Linked DNA regions of Pan troglodytes: region 1 is linked to region 2. A link is a contact called in public HiChIP or PLAC-seq data. All regions are on one chromosome and are shown on one strand. Each heading gives the region's core, a stretch centred on a gene start, on an enhancer-like site or on the middle of the called end of the contact. The rest is flanking DNA. Distances are from core to core; before and after follow the strand shown. Region 1 holds the start of RAB11A (RAB11A, member RAS oncogene family). Region 2 holds the start of DENND4A (DENN domain containing 4A).

Region 1 (6,149 bases), core at 1,663-4,162, 77 kb before region 2:
CATGGCAAAACCCTGTCTTTACAAAAAAAAAACAAAAAAACAAAAAACTAGCCGGGCGTGGTGGCGCGCTCCTGTAGTCTCAGCTACTCCTAGGAGCTAGAGAGTAGCTAGGGAGGCTGAGGCCTGAGCCTGAGGAGGCCGAGACTGCCGTGAGCCTTGATTGTGCCACTGCACTCCAGCCTGGGGGACAGAGCGAGACCCTGTCTCCAAAAAAAAAAAAAAAAAAACCTGACAAAACCACAGTAACTTCTTTCACATTATTACCATTTATTGAGTCCTCATGGTTAAAATTTTACGAACAGTCTCATTTAATTCTCACAATCTTAAGAGGTGGGTATTTTCCTTTTTATAAAGTAGAGAACTGAGACTCAGAAAAGTTAACTTTTCCAAGGTCATAAAGTAAATATAAGACCTGAGTCAGGATCTAAACCGAGGTCTACGTGATTCCAAAGCTCAGTGCTCTCAATTGTTGCTAGAAGGATGGTCTAATCAAAAAGTTAAAATACTTTAGGCCAATTCAGAATATTTAATATTCTTTGTTAAAAAATAAAAGGACCTTGTATAACCAACATTCAAGTTCAAACCAAACAGGAGAAATACCCTGACGGTCTATCTTGTTCTGAATTAATTACTTCAAAGACAACCTTTATAAAAGCACACTACCATTATACCATATTTCAAAACACAAACCTAACCTTTAACCCCAAAGTCTCAAGAGATTCAAATAGTTTCACATCATCTCAGATACCTTCGGCAAAAGGTATGCTGTCATATACTTTTTGTAATCCAGGCCTCAGTTTTGTATTTGTAAAATGAACTAAGTACCCTGAAAGTACTTTCCAGTATGGAGGGGGAGGGTGGATACCAAAAGTATTCACCCTATACAGTAGAATATTCTGAGTCAGAGGAGTAAGAGATGATAAGAGTATAACAGCAGACTACTTAGTATAACAAGATTTGCAAAGTATTGGGAAAGCAAAGAAATCTTTCCTGCTTGGTTTAGTCAATCATTCTTAGCACCCAATGGCAAAGACAGAAACAGTCACCATGCTTAACACTCTTGAAACTCCACCCTCCACAGTAAAGCTTTAATAGCAATGGCTTCTTCCTCAGTGGTAATGATCTTTGTTCGGCACACTACTGATGGCTACCTTCCCAATTCAGGAGCAGAGAAAGAGCATCAGAGTGAGAGTGCATTCGCTGAACAAAAAAAGCATCTACTGTACTCTCTTCTCATTGAAAAACGTACCCTTTATCTTCGTTGATTAAAAAAAAAACTGGATTCCTTCCGGACTCAACCAATAAGCAATTCTTTCTAACCAACCCTGACCCTCCAATATGTTCTGTCCAAGGGCACTACATGTTTCCGTATCTTATAATAAATATTTAATGTAACCAAAAGAGCACACAACTTCCTCCCACCCCCAACCTTTTGGGAAAGGTATGTGGCTAACTAGGGCTCTTCCCTTCCTGTTGGATCCTCCCAGCGTTGCAGCAGGAAGCAACCAGTCCATAGAGATAAAGCAAGCTAGTATTTGTGCAGCGCACAACCTTTCCTGCTCAGGAACCAGGCCTTCAGGTCTGGCAAGGATAACAGCCACCACCCATCCGCAACCTCATCTCGCGAACCGAGTAAAGAGTTATCCCGGGTTGGGTGCCACTGAGTAGGGAGGGCAAGAAAAGAAAAGGCTAGGTGGGAAGTAATGTCAGCCTGCCGGGTCACTGCGACAAGTGCGCGAGTGGGTGATGGGCGATCCCTCTTACCCTCCCTCCCACCACCCGGGTCGCAACGGAGACAAGGGAGCTCTAAACACGATTTGGGGAGGGAAGGTAGAGAGAGTTGCCAAATGGGGAGTGGGAGAGGGAGCGGTCAGAGAAGGTTAAGGACCGCGAGAACCGCGGGGCGGAGGGTGGGGGCGGGGGCCCTTGGCCCGCTCAGATTTTACGGGGTCCTGGACCCGGGATGGGAGAAGCTTAGAGGGGCGGCCGTCCAAGTGGAGGGGAGATACAGAAGAGACGCTCGCTCGAGGGGGGAAAGAGGGCAGATAAGAAAAAGACCTGTGATGGGAGTCTGCACCGAAGGCAAGGCCAAGAGGGAAGCGAAGAACCCGTCAGAGGGGCTTCGGGAGAGGACGCGAGCTGGGAAGGGTGTACGCCGAGGGGGAGGGGGCGCTACACCCGAAAAGAGAGATGGTGGGAGGAGCGGCGGGGCCGTAGAACCCGGGGAAAGGAATTCGACGATGTGGGAGAAGGCAGTCCGCCAGGGGAAGGACACGCAGGGAGGGGCTCTGAGGCCAGCGAAGGCCTATGGAGAGGTCGCTCAGAGAGCGGCATGTGATGGGCACCCCTGTCTGAGCGGGGGAGAAGGGGCTGAGCTGGGTAGGAGACGGAACCGCACAAAAAGGAAGGGCCGAGGGAGGCCTATATCAGTGCAGGGGTGGCCGGCACGAGGGTCCACCGGGAGTGGCCCGGGTCCCCGAACGAGGACTGTGTAGAGTGCGAGAGCCCATGGCCTCACCTTTAAAGAGGTAGTCGTACTCGTCGTCGCGGGTGCCCATTGCGCGGCCGAGGAGCGAAAGGGCGGGAGCAGCAGTGGTATCTGTGGGACCAGGGGGCGTCGCTGCAGGGGTAACCCGAGCGCCGAGCTTCAACTGCCGGACTGGGTGAAGAGCCCCTCCCTGCCGCTGCGCCACTTCCGGCAGGCCCCAGCCTTTAAGGGGAAGTACTTCCGGGGGCGGCGCCCCGCCCCTGAGCCCAACAAGGGCGGTGTGCGCGAGAGTCGAGATGCGTGGGGCTTCAAGCTTTAGTCGCTAAAGGAGGCTCAAAGGGGAAACTGAGTCCTGGAACTCCTAGCTACCACAGTCTTAGTGGCCGCTTGCTCATTTCTCGAGCTACCGTGCCGGAAGCGGCTCGCTGGAACCGGGCGGGACCGCCTGTGAGTGGTGGGTTTGTGGATGGGGGCGGGGTTCTCTGAGGATTAGAGAGCCGAAGGCAGCTACACACGCGTGGCGGTTCCATGGTGTAATGGTTAGCACTCTGGACTCTGAATCCAGCGATCCGAGTTCAAATCTCGGTGGAACCTGTATTGGTTTTTTTTTGTTTGTTTTTTTGTTTTTATCTTGACATCTTTAATTCACTTTTTTGGTCACTAAGTAATTGAACAACTATGACACATCTTAAGATGAGATGTAAAATTTAATCCTTGCCTATGAAGACCTCACAAATTTCCCACTGCATTTCAGGTGCTATCTGCTACCTGGCGGGGGGTTGTCTTAATGAGCTTCTTCACTGCCTTTTTTTCACCCTGGGCTCTCAAACCTTGATTCAAAAGCTTCAGTGAAACTTTAAAATTCCTTTTGCTGGAATTTTCTACCTCCAGCTTCATGCACGGGTAGGCGCTTGTCACTCACTCCTCTCCGGAAATCTCGCAATCTATCTCATTTTCATTTAGAGTACTTCGCCCACCCTCCTCATCAAGATTCATCAAGAACTTGAGTCCTATTTGTAGGCCTCTAATCTAAGTCCGTTTACATAAGTATTTCATTTAACATGCCAAGCAAAGGATGGTAATTTCCATTTTAGCGGAAATTTGGATACTAAGACTCAAGTGATTTGCCAGATATCATGTCACAGGGCCTCCCTGTATTTGAAGAGAATGTTGTTATTCCAGAAAAGCCTTTATCCAATTATTGTCACACCTCCTACCTCCTATATGCAAACTCTCGATTTAGACTTGTGGGCAAGTATGCCTATAACAGGCAGAATAATGCCCCCTGCCAATGATGTCCACTTCCCAATTCCTGGAGACTGAATAGGTTAGGTTACATGGCAAAGGGGAATTGAGGTTACAGATGAAATTAAGGTTGCTTATCAGCTGACATTAAATTAGGGATATTATCCTGGATTAGTTGGGTGGGCCCAGTGTTGTCATAAGGTCCTTAGAAGTGGAAAATGGGCTGGGCACGGTGGCTCAGGCCTTAATTCCAGCACTTTGGGAGGCCAAGGTGGGTGGATCACCTGAGGTCAAGAGTTCAAGACCAGCCTGGCCAACAAGGTGAAACCCTGTCGCTACTAAAATACAAAAAATTAGTCTGGCGTGGTGGTGGGTGCCTGTAGTCCCAGCTACTCTGGAGGCTTAGGCATGAGAATCGCTGGAACCCGGGAAGCGGAGGTTGCAATGAGCTGATACCACGCCACTGCACTCCAGCCTGGGCAACAGAGAGAGACTCGTTCTCAAAAAAAAAAAAAAGTGGAAAATGGAGGCAGAAGAGGTCAGAGTGATGTGACTTGAAAAGACCTCAATCTGCCCTTGCTGGCTTTGAAGATGGAGGAAGGGGCCCAGGAGCCTAGGAATCTGGAGGCTTCTAGAAGCTGGGAAAGGCATGGAAACAGATTCTTCCATAAGGCCCCCAGAAGGAACACAGCCCTGCTGACAACTTGATTTTAGCCCAATGAGACACTTGTCAGACCTGTGACCTACAGAACTTTAAGCAATAAATTTGTGTTGTTTTATTTCACCAAGTTTGTGGTAATTTGTTATAGAAGCAATAGAAAACAAATACAGTGCCAATTTCAGTGCTTTCTCTACTGCTATAAAGTGATAGTAAGTTTATCTAAGGTCCTGTAATCCCAGCTACTCAGGAGGCTGAGGCAGGAGAATTGCTTGAACCAAGGAGATGGAGGTTGCAGAGAGCCGAGATTGCGCCACTGCACTCCAGCCTGGTGACAGAGTAAGACTCCTTCTCAAAAAAAAAAAAAGAACAATAATGTTTAATTTAGTCTCAAGCATGACTAATAAAAATGGTGTGTTGGTTAATACTGAGTGTCAGCTTGATTGAATTGAAGGATCCAAAGTATTGATCCTTGTTGTGTCTGTGAGGGTGTTCCCAAAGGAGAAACAGTTGAGTCAATGGGCTGGGAAAGGCAGACCCACCCTTAATCCGGGTGGGCACCATCTAATCAGCTGCCAGTGAATATAAAGCAGGCAGAAAAATATGAAAAGGCTAAACTGGCTTAGCCTCCCAGCCTACATCTTTCTCCCGTGCTGGGTGTTTCCTGCCCTCGAACATTGGACTGCAAGTTCTTCAGCTTTGAGACTCGCACTGGCTTCCTTGCCTCTCAGCTTGCAGAAGGCCTATTGTAGGACCTTGTGATCGTGCGACTTAATACTACTTAATAAATTGCCCTTTATATATGTGTCTATCCTATTAGTTCTGTTCCTCTAGAGAACCCTGACTAGTACAGTTGGTAAGAAAATCAAAAGGAACTCTCTAGTAAAAAGCCTGGAATTATAAATTTAGAAATGCCTAGCCTTAGACTATGGGGGAGAAGCAAGACCTGAAATATATCTCACCCTCCACATCTGGGGAGGTGACTTTACATGTTTGTTAAAAACAAAGTGAGGACTGATAAGTCTGTGTTTATACTTCAGCTCAGCCATTCACTAAAGCTGTGTCAATTTCAATAATTTAATCCTGCTGAATCCCAGTTTCTTACCTGCAAAATGGGGACAAACAGGAAGAAGGAATTAAGTAACAATGTATAGCTGTTAATATCATGCATGGCACATAATAAATATTTATGAATGCATTGATTTTCTTTTCTCTCTTTTTTTTTTTTTTTTTTTTTTTTTTGAGTCAGGGTCTTGCTGCGTCACCCAGGCTGGAGTGCAGTAGTGCGATGTCAGCTCACGGCAACCTCCATATGCTGGGCTCAAGCAATTCTCCCACCTCCACCTCCACCTCCCAAGCAGCTGGGACTACAGGTGTGCGCCATCGCACCTGGCTAATTTTTGTATTATTTGTAGAGATGGGGTTTTGCCATCTTTGCCCAGGCTGGTCTTGAACTCCTGAGCTCAAGCGATCCTCCCACCTCAGCCTCCAAAAGTGCTGAGATTACAGGAATAAGCCACTGCACCTGGCCAAATGCAATGATTTTCAACGGGTCAATTTGGTCCCCAGAGACATTTGATAATATCTGGAGACATTTTTAGTGTCACTACTTGGGGGTGCTACTGGTATCTAGTAGAGACCAGGGATACTGCTAAACGTTCTACAACACACAGGATAGCACTCCCATCAAAAAGAATTATCTGGCCCAAAATGTTAATAGTTACCAAAGTTGAGAACCATGAGTTATTATTGTAAGAA
Region 2 (6,239 bases), core at 3,072-5,571:
AACAAACAAACACACCTTTCCTTCCTTGTACCACCCTCAGCCCCATTCCCCAAACAACGATGTCCTTATCCTTCAGAGAAAGTCCAGTTTCTCTCAGGGTTGGTTCAAATGCCATCTATTTTGTCTATTTTGTCACCTTCAATTCTCACAATGAGAACTAATCACTCCACTCGCTTGGGCTCCCATAGCAACGAGTTTATCCATCTAGCATAGAATTTGTCATAGTTTGACTTTTACTAAAGTTATATGCCTAGGAAATACTTTTTGCCTCTAATGTGTGCTTATCTGTCATTGCTTTCCTTCTGTGCCTAGTGCAGTGTTTTGTATACAAATGTTTTCTGAAGTGAATTTGTTAAAAGTTATGAAAATATTGTCTACCACTTCAAGAAAGTCAGAGGAGTATACTTCGTGGTCAATGACAGTTAAAATACATATTTTTAAAACAACTCCCCTGCAGATAATTTAAGAAGTAAAAATTCAACTTATAAGGAATTGCTGAAAGAGGTAAAATTGCTAATTTGAGGAAAATGTTGAGAAGTGATCATTTTCAGAAATTTGAAAAAGTGCTGAGTCAAAGATATGACTCCTCAGATGGCTACCAAAACGGTAGAGACAGCAATGGCTCAGACTGCTACAGCTCTCCTGTCCTTGGCCACTCTTCTCAAGCACCAGGTTTAGAATTTATATTTCTTTTTTTTTTTTTTTTTTTGAGATAGGATCTTGCTCTGTCACCCAGGCCAGAATACTGGGGTGGGATCTTAGCTCATTGCAGCTTTGAACTCCTGGGTTCAAGCAGTCTTCCCAACTCAGCCTCCCAAGTAGCTGGGACTACAGGCATGTGCCACCATGTCTGTTTTTTGTTTGTTTGTTTTTGTTTTTTTTTGTAGAGATGAGGTCTTGATGTGTTGCCCAGGCTGGTTTCAAACTCCTGGGCTCAAGTGATCCTCCCACCTCGGCATCTCAAAGTGCTGGTATTGCAGGCATGAGCCACCATGCCCAGCCAGAATTTCAGAATTTGTCACTTCTAACATGACTTTTCTTACTATTATTCTTGAAAATTGTTCAGATAATTTCTTTTTTCTTTTTTCTTTTTTTTTTGCAACCTCTGCCTCCTGGGCTCAAGTGATCCTCCCACCTCAGCCTCCCAAGTAGCTGGGACTACAGGCATGCATGCACCACCATCATGGGCTAATTTTTGTATTTTGGTAGAGATGGGGTTTTGCTATGTTGCCCAGGCTGGCAGATAATTTCTTTCAAAAATAATTTCATCAGGTTTGTGTTTTTAAGAAACAAATGCATAATTTGACCACATTGCTAATAAATTTTAGTTTTTGGATTAAATACATTGGAATGTCACTCAAACACTGTTTCACAGTGAATACAATTTGTCAATATGGATTCTACTTTGTGACACATCTAAATAGTTTCTAATAGGCCATAGATCCCTGGTAGTTTTTCTCACCCATAAGGAAGCCCTGTAGCATAGCTATCAAGGACTGCTTTGTAGGCCGGGTGTGGTGGCTCATGGCTGTAACTCCAACACTTTGAGAGACTGAGGAGAGCGGATCACCTGAGGTCAGGAGTTCGAGACCAGCCTGGCCAACATGGTGAAACCCCCATCTCTGCTAAAAATACAAAAATTAGCCAGGCGTAGTGGAGGGCGCCTATAATCCCAGCTACCCGGGAGGCAAGAGAATCGCTTGAACCCAGAAGGTGGAGGTTGCAGTGAGCCAAGATCACGCCACTGCACTCCAGCCTGGGCGACAGAGCAAGACTCTGTCTTAAAAAAAAAGGATTGCTCTCTAGAGGCTCCAGGTTTTCATTTAAAGATGTGAGAAACTTCTGGTATAGCAATTAAGGTGCATAGATTTAACAGGTGGAGAGGATTAGGCTGTACAACAGCTTGCGCTTCCATTGCTTTAAATGGTTATTGGTTTCATAGTTTTCCTTCATGCATCATTCAAATCACAGCATTTTAAAATAACTTCTAAGAAATAGCCAGATACAGTTCCACATATAAAATATGACAATTTCAGAAATGGCATGGGGCCAAAATTTATTATCCAAAAAATTCTATTTGGCTCATGTCTACAGTTAGAATCCCTTGCCCAAATCACATCTAGGGTTTAGGTTTAACCGTGACTATAGTCACATATGCCTGGAGTGTTGAGAGGACTCCTGATATGACTGTTAAGGGGGGCTCTGAGGTACGATACTTCCTGGGTACACAGTCAAATGCTGCGTATTGGTTTTCTACTGTTTATCAATATTGTTCTTTAAGAAGCTATTTTCTCTGATTAAAAAAACCTTCATGCCTTTTAAACTTTTGAAAGGTTTTAGAATCTCATTGTGTATGCTACATGCAACTATATAACATTTTAATTGGTACTCTGTAGATGAAAATATTTGTGTGTATATATATATATATGCACATATATATGTATAACCAACTAAAAGAGTGCTTTTGCTGCTAGTGGAATATTTTGATATGCCAAGCTACTCCTTAAAGAGGAATTGACCTGATACATCTAGCAACACTTAAAACTAATGAAAGGCTAAATCTGTGTCCAATGGGTAAAGAATTGGGAGGGTTCCCAACTGGACTTTAAAAAAAGCTTTTTAAGGTAGGGCACAATGGCTCATGCCTGTAAACCCAGCACTATGGGAGGCTGAGGTGGGTGGATCACTTGACCCCAGGAATTCAAGACCGGCCTTAGGCAACATAGTGAGACATAGTCTCTACAAAAAACAGAAAAATTTGCCGGGTGTGGTGGTGGGCACCTGCAGTCCCAGCTACTCCAGAGGCTGAGGTGGGAGGATCAATTGAGCCTGGGAGGGAGGCTGTAGTAAGTCGTGATCAGGCCACTGCACTCCAGCCTGGGCAACATAGCAAGACTCTGTGTCAAAAACAAGTCTTTTTTTACAGCTTTAACTGACATACAGAGGACTACATATATTTAAAGTATGCAACTCGATTGTTTTGTTTTGTTTTAAAGCAAAATCTTGCTCTGTCACCCAGGCTGGAGTGCAGTGGCACAATCTCGGCTCACTGCAGCCTCCGGCTCTGGGGCTCAAGCGATCCTCCCACCTCAGCCTCTCAAGTAGCTGGGACCACAGGCGCACGCCACCACGCCCGGCTAATTTTTTGTATTTTTGGTGGAGACAGGGTTCTCACCATTTTGCCAGGCTAGTCTTGAACTTCTGAGCTCAAGCTGACCCTCTTGCCTCGGCCTCCCTAAGCGTTGGGATTACAGGCATGAGCAAAGGCGCCTGGCCTCAGTTATTTTTATAACCTTTATAGCATGTTTCCCCTTAAAATGTGCTGAAGTACTTTTTTATTGTCCCTCTTCTCCCACTAAACTGCAGTTTCCTGAAGGCAAAGGTTTTCTGTTTCCCTCACCACTGTGCACCCTCTGTATGGATGTTTGTTGACTGAATGAATGAATATAATGAAAGAACTGGAGGTAGGAAATAAAGTTGTAAACTTGGTTAGTAAAAGGCTATGCAATTTAGGAAAAGTTGACTTCAAAGCAGAGGGATTTTGGGGGTCCTGTTTCTTCTTTCATTTGTCCATGGAATAATGTCTAACATTTATTGAGTACTTTCAAGCACTATACTAAGTACTTCACAGGTATTATAGAATTTAGCTCCCGAGCAACCCCATGGGGGTAATCAAGCTTTATTAACCTCATCTGTCAACAGCCATCAATGGTGGAGAGCCACAGTCAGGTTTAAGTAGGCCGTATCCAATTAATCCAAAGTAATCGACACCCCGTCAGTCAACAATAGCTGTTTCATCAACGTACTTTTCGGAGAAACCCCCTGAATTCCCCGCTTTACCTTTCTATCTTGGGACCGAAACCTACTCGGCGGTTGCTAACCCTTAAGGGAGTTTCCTGGAGAATGTGAGCACCCTTGGTGGAGTGAGCAGCAGCTGCTCAGATCTAGCAAGTCTGAGACGAACCGAGCAAGGCAATCTTAGGACTCCCAGAGTGCCGGGGAGGAAGGAAGAAACAGGTCAGTTGGCGCGAACTGGATTCTTGTGCCTCTGGGTGACGAAAGGTGAAGGGATTGTACGCTTCGCCCACGCCAGCCTGGGGCTTGGGATCTCCTGACCCGACGGGGAACCGCGGTGCGTTTCCCCAACTACACCGCACGTCACGGGCTAAGGCGACTTAGTCCCGCCCACCTTCTCCGCCCCATTATCAGTTTGGCGCTAGGACCCCACGACCCTCAACTCGGCCCTCTCCTCCCACTCGGGCCAGATCCGGCCTTCGATTGGTGCTCGCGGGCGTGATTCCCGCCCCCGCCCCTTCCGTCATTGCCAAGATGGCGCCGGTCGCGGTGGCCGCGGAGGCTAGAGTCGGAGAAAGAGGCGGAGGCAGTGGCGGCCGCGAGGGGAGGGGGAGTCCCGTCTGACTGAGACGGCAGGCCTGGGCGGGCGGGCGGGGGTGCCGCGAAGGGCGGAGCGCCGGGCTGGGGATGAGCTAAGCGGGCTCAGAGCGCCGCGGCATTCAGCCCCTCGTGTCCCGCTACCGCGCGTGAGGGATTCCGGCGCCGCTCTCCGAGCTCGATCCGCTGCTCGCACGGGAGCCAGCTGGGAGGTGAGTGCGGGGGCGGCGACCCGGGCAGCGGTGGCAGGTGGAGCTGTCACGGCCCGGAGAGGTGACAGCCGGGGGCGCGGGAGCGGGGCGGGCGGGTTCGGGGAGGCGGCACGGATGGCCGAGATCTCCGCCCGAGAGCTCCTGAGATCCGGGAGGTGCTCCGCGGCTCGGTCCGCCCCGGGATGGCGCGGCGGTGCTGAGAGTAGCACCCGCGCCTCTGCGTCGGACGCGTGGGGGGCTCCTGTGTTTTCATTCCAGATTTTCTATTCCAGGCTGGCCTGGGGCTGTTGTTATTTGGGAGTGGGGGCGGGGAGGGGGAGGTCCTGGATCTGGGATTTTGACAAGCCCGTTACGTAAGTCGGAGGTGGCTTCCCGGAATCCCACCTGCTCGGTATCTGAGACAGGCGGCGGGGGGAGCCCGGGGTGCCTGCAGGCCCACTTTTCCTCCCAGGGTCTGTTCAGCCTTCCCCGGCCCGCGGGCACGGGTTCTGCGTGAGCGCGGCCAGCGTCCAAGTTGGCCAGTTTTTTCCTAGTCTTTTTGGGGGGGTGTGTGGTGGGGGAAGGGAACTGTTCCTGGTTACCACCATTCCCTTTGAAGTTTATTGCTTTCTGGAGGTGGGGGGCAGGAAAAACAGTAAAAAGCTTGTGACCTAAAATTGGGTCGCAGCGACAGCTTTTCATTATCGTGCTTTTAAATGACAGATGTGCTGGAAGATTGTTGTTGTTGTTCCAATGTGCTTTTAATTCAAACGTATGGTTACGCCTAGAACCGTAGAGAGAGGTTTTTGTCTTATAGGACAGTTATTTCTTGTTTGCAACAGCAGGACAGGCATCAGTCAACAGGCATGTATTTATTTGAGGAGAAAACGCGTGTCAGCCAGCTAGAGACCCGTGAGGGCAGAAATTGTATTACTCTGTGAATATGTTATTCTTTAAAATGTATTATACGTTAATGAAAAGAATAGCCCGAATGTAAAAGAAGTCTTACAAGAAAGATTACAAGCTGTTATTTGGTGTGTATATAGTCTCCTTCTATTTTCTGTTTACCCTAGTATACCTCTTCTCTCCTTGGGGGAGGAGGTGGAGACACCTGTAAACAGCGTAGCCCCGGTTACGCTGATCTATTGTAGTACATTTGGGATTATTTTAAGAAGTATTCTGGGGGACCTAAGATTGGGTAATAAGTAAGGACTCTTGAGCAAGTTATTCAGTTTATGTTGATAGCGGTTCTGGGATTCGACTTCTGAAAACTTAAGTATACAAAATTTCTGAGCTGTTTGAACCCTGTTTGAACTTAAAATAAAATATTATATTTGACTTCTTTTTTGGAAACTGTTTTGGGCAGAATTAAACATTTTCGGCAATTTTTACTTTATTTTCACGATTTCCCTTTGAACCACAGCTCTCAGTAGGAGTCCAGAACAGCATATGTTATCATCATCATTATATATAATATGTTACATAATTTTCTTTTTCTGAATGATTAAACATAGACCTACTTCACTGTGGAGTTTAATTTTTGTTTTATATTATTTTTTAAGCCCCTTCCATTCTGGGATCACTGTGGAATTTTATAACAGTGTACTTGCTGAGAAAGTTAATTGATCTTGATACCAGTCGCAAATTGGGAATAAA

What was found. HiChIP or PLAC-seq counts read pairs in DNA pulled down with a chosen protein or histone mark.
Region 1: an H3K4me3 HiChIP or PLAC-seq map of stem cell-derived excitatory neurons shows a contact between it and region 2, with 4 times the contacts expected there. The contact joins the promoter of RAB11A here to the promoter of DENND4A in region 2. A contact is called at or near these places in 1 of 7 Hi-C or Micro-C datasets (stem cell-derived neural progenitor cells) and 1 of 1 datasets of contacts at active chromatin or transcription factors (stem cell-derived excitatory neurons).

Annotation. Positions count from the first base shown.
Region 1 is chr16:57,856,340-57,862,488 of NHGRI_mPanTro3-v2.0_pri, reverse strand. It overlaps RAB11A (RAB11A, member RAS oncogene family), which reads right to left and starts at 2,912. Exons shown (of 5, transcript XM_510490.6): 1 at 2,519-2,912. The coding sequence starts at 2,558. It overlaps TRNAQ-CUG (transfer RNA glutamine (anticodon CUG)), which reads left to right and starts at 3,011; the gene lies at 3,011-3,082.
Region 2 is chr16:57,781,025-57,787,263 of NHGRI_mPanTro3-v2.0_pri, reverse strand. DENND4A (DENN domain containing 4A) reads left to right here and starts at 4,321. Exons shown (of 33, transcript XM_523102.9): 1 at 4,321-4,604.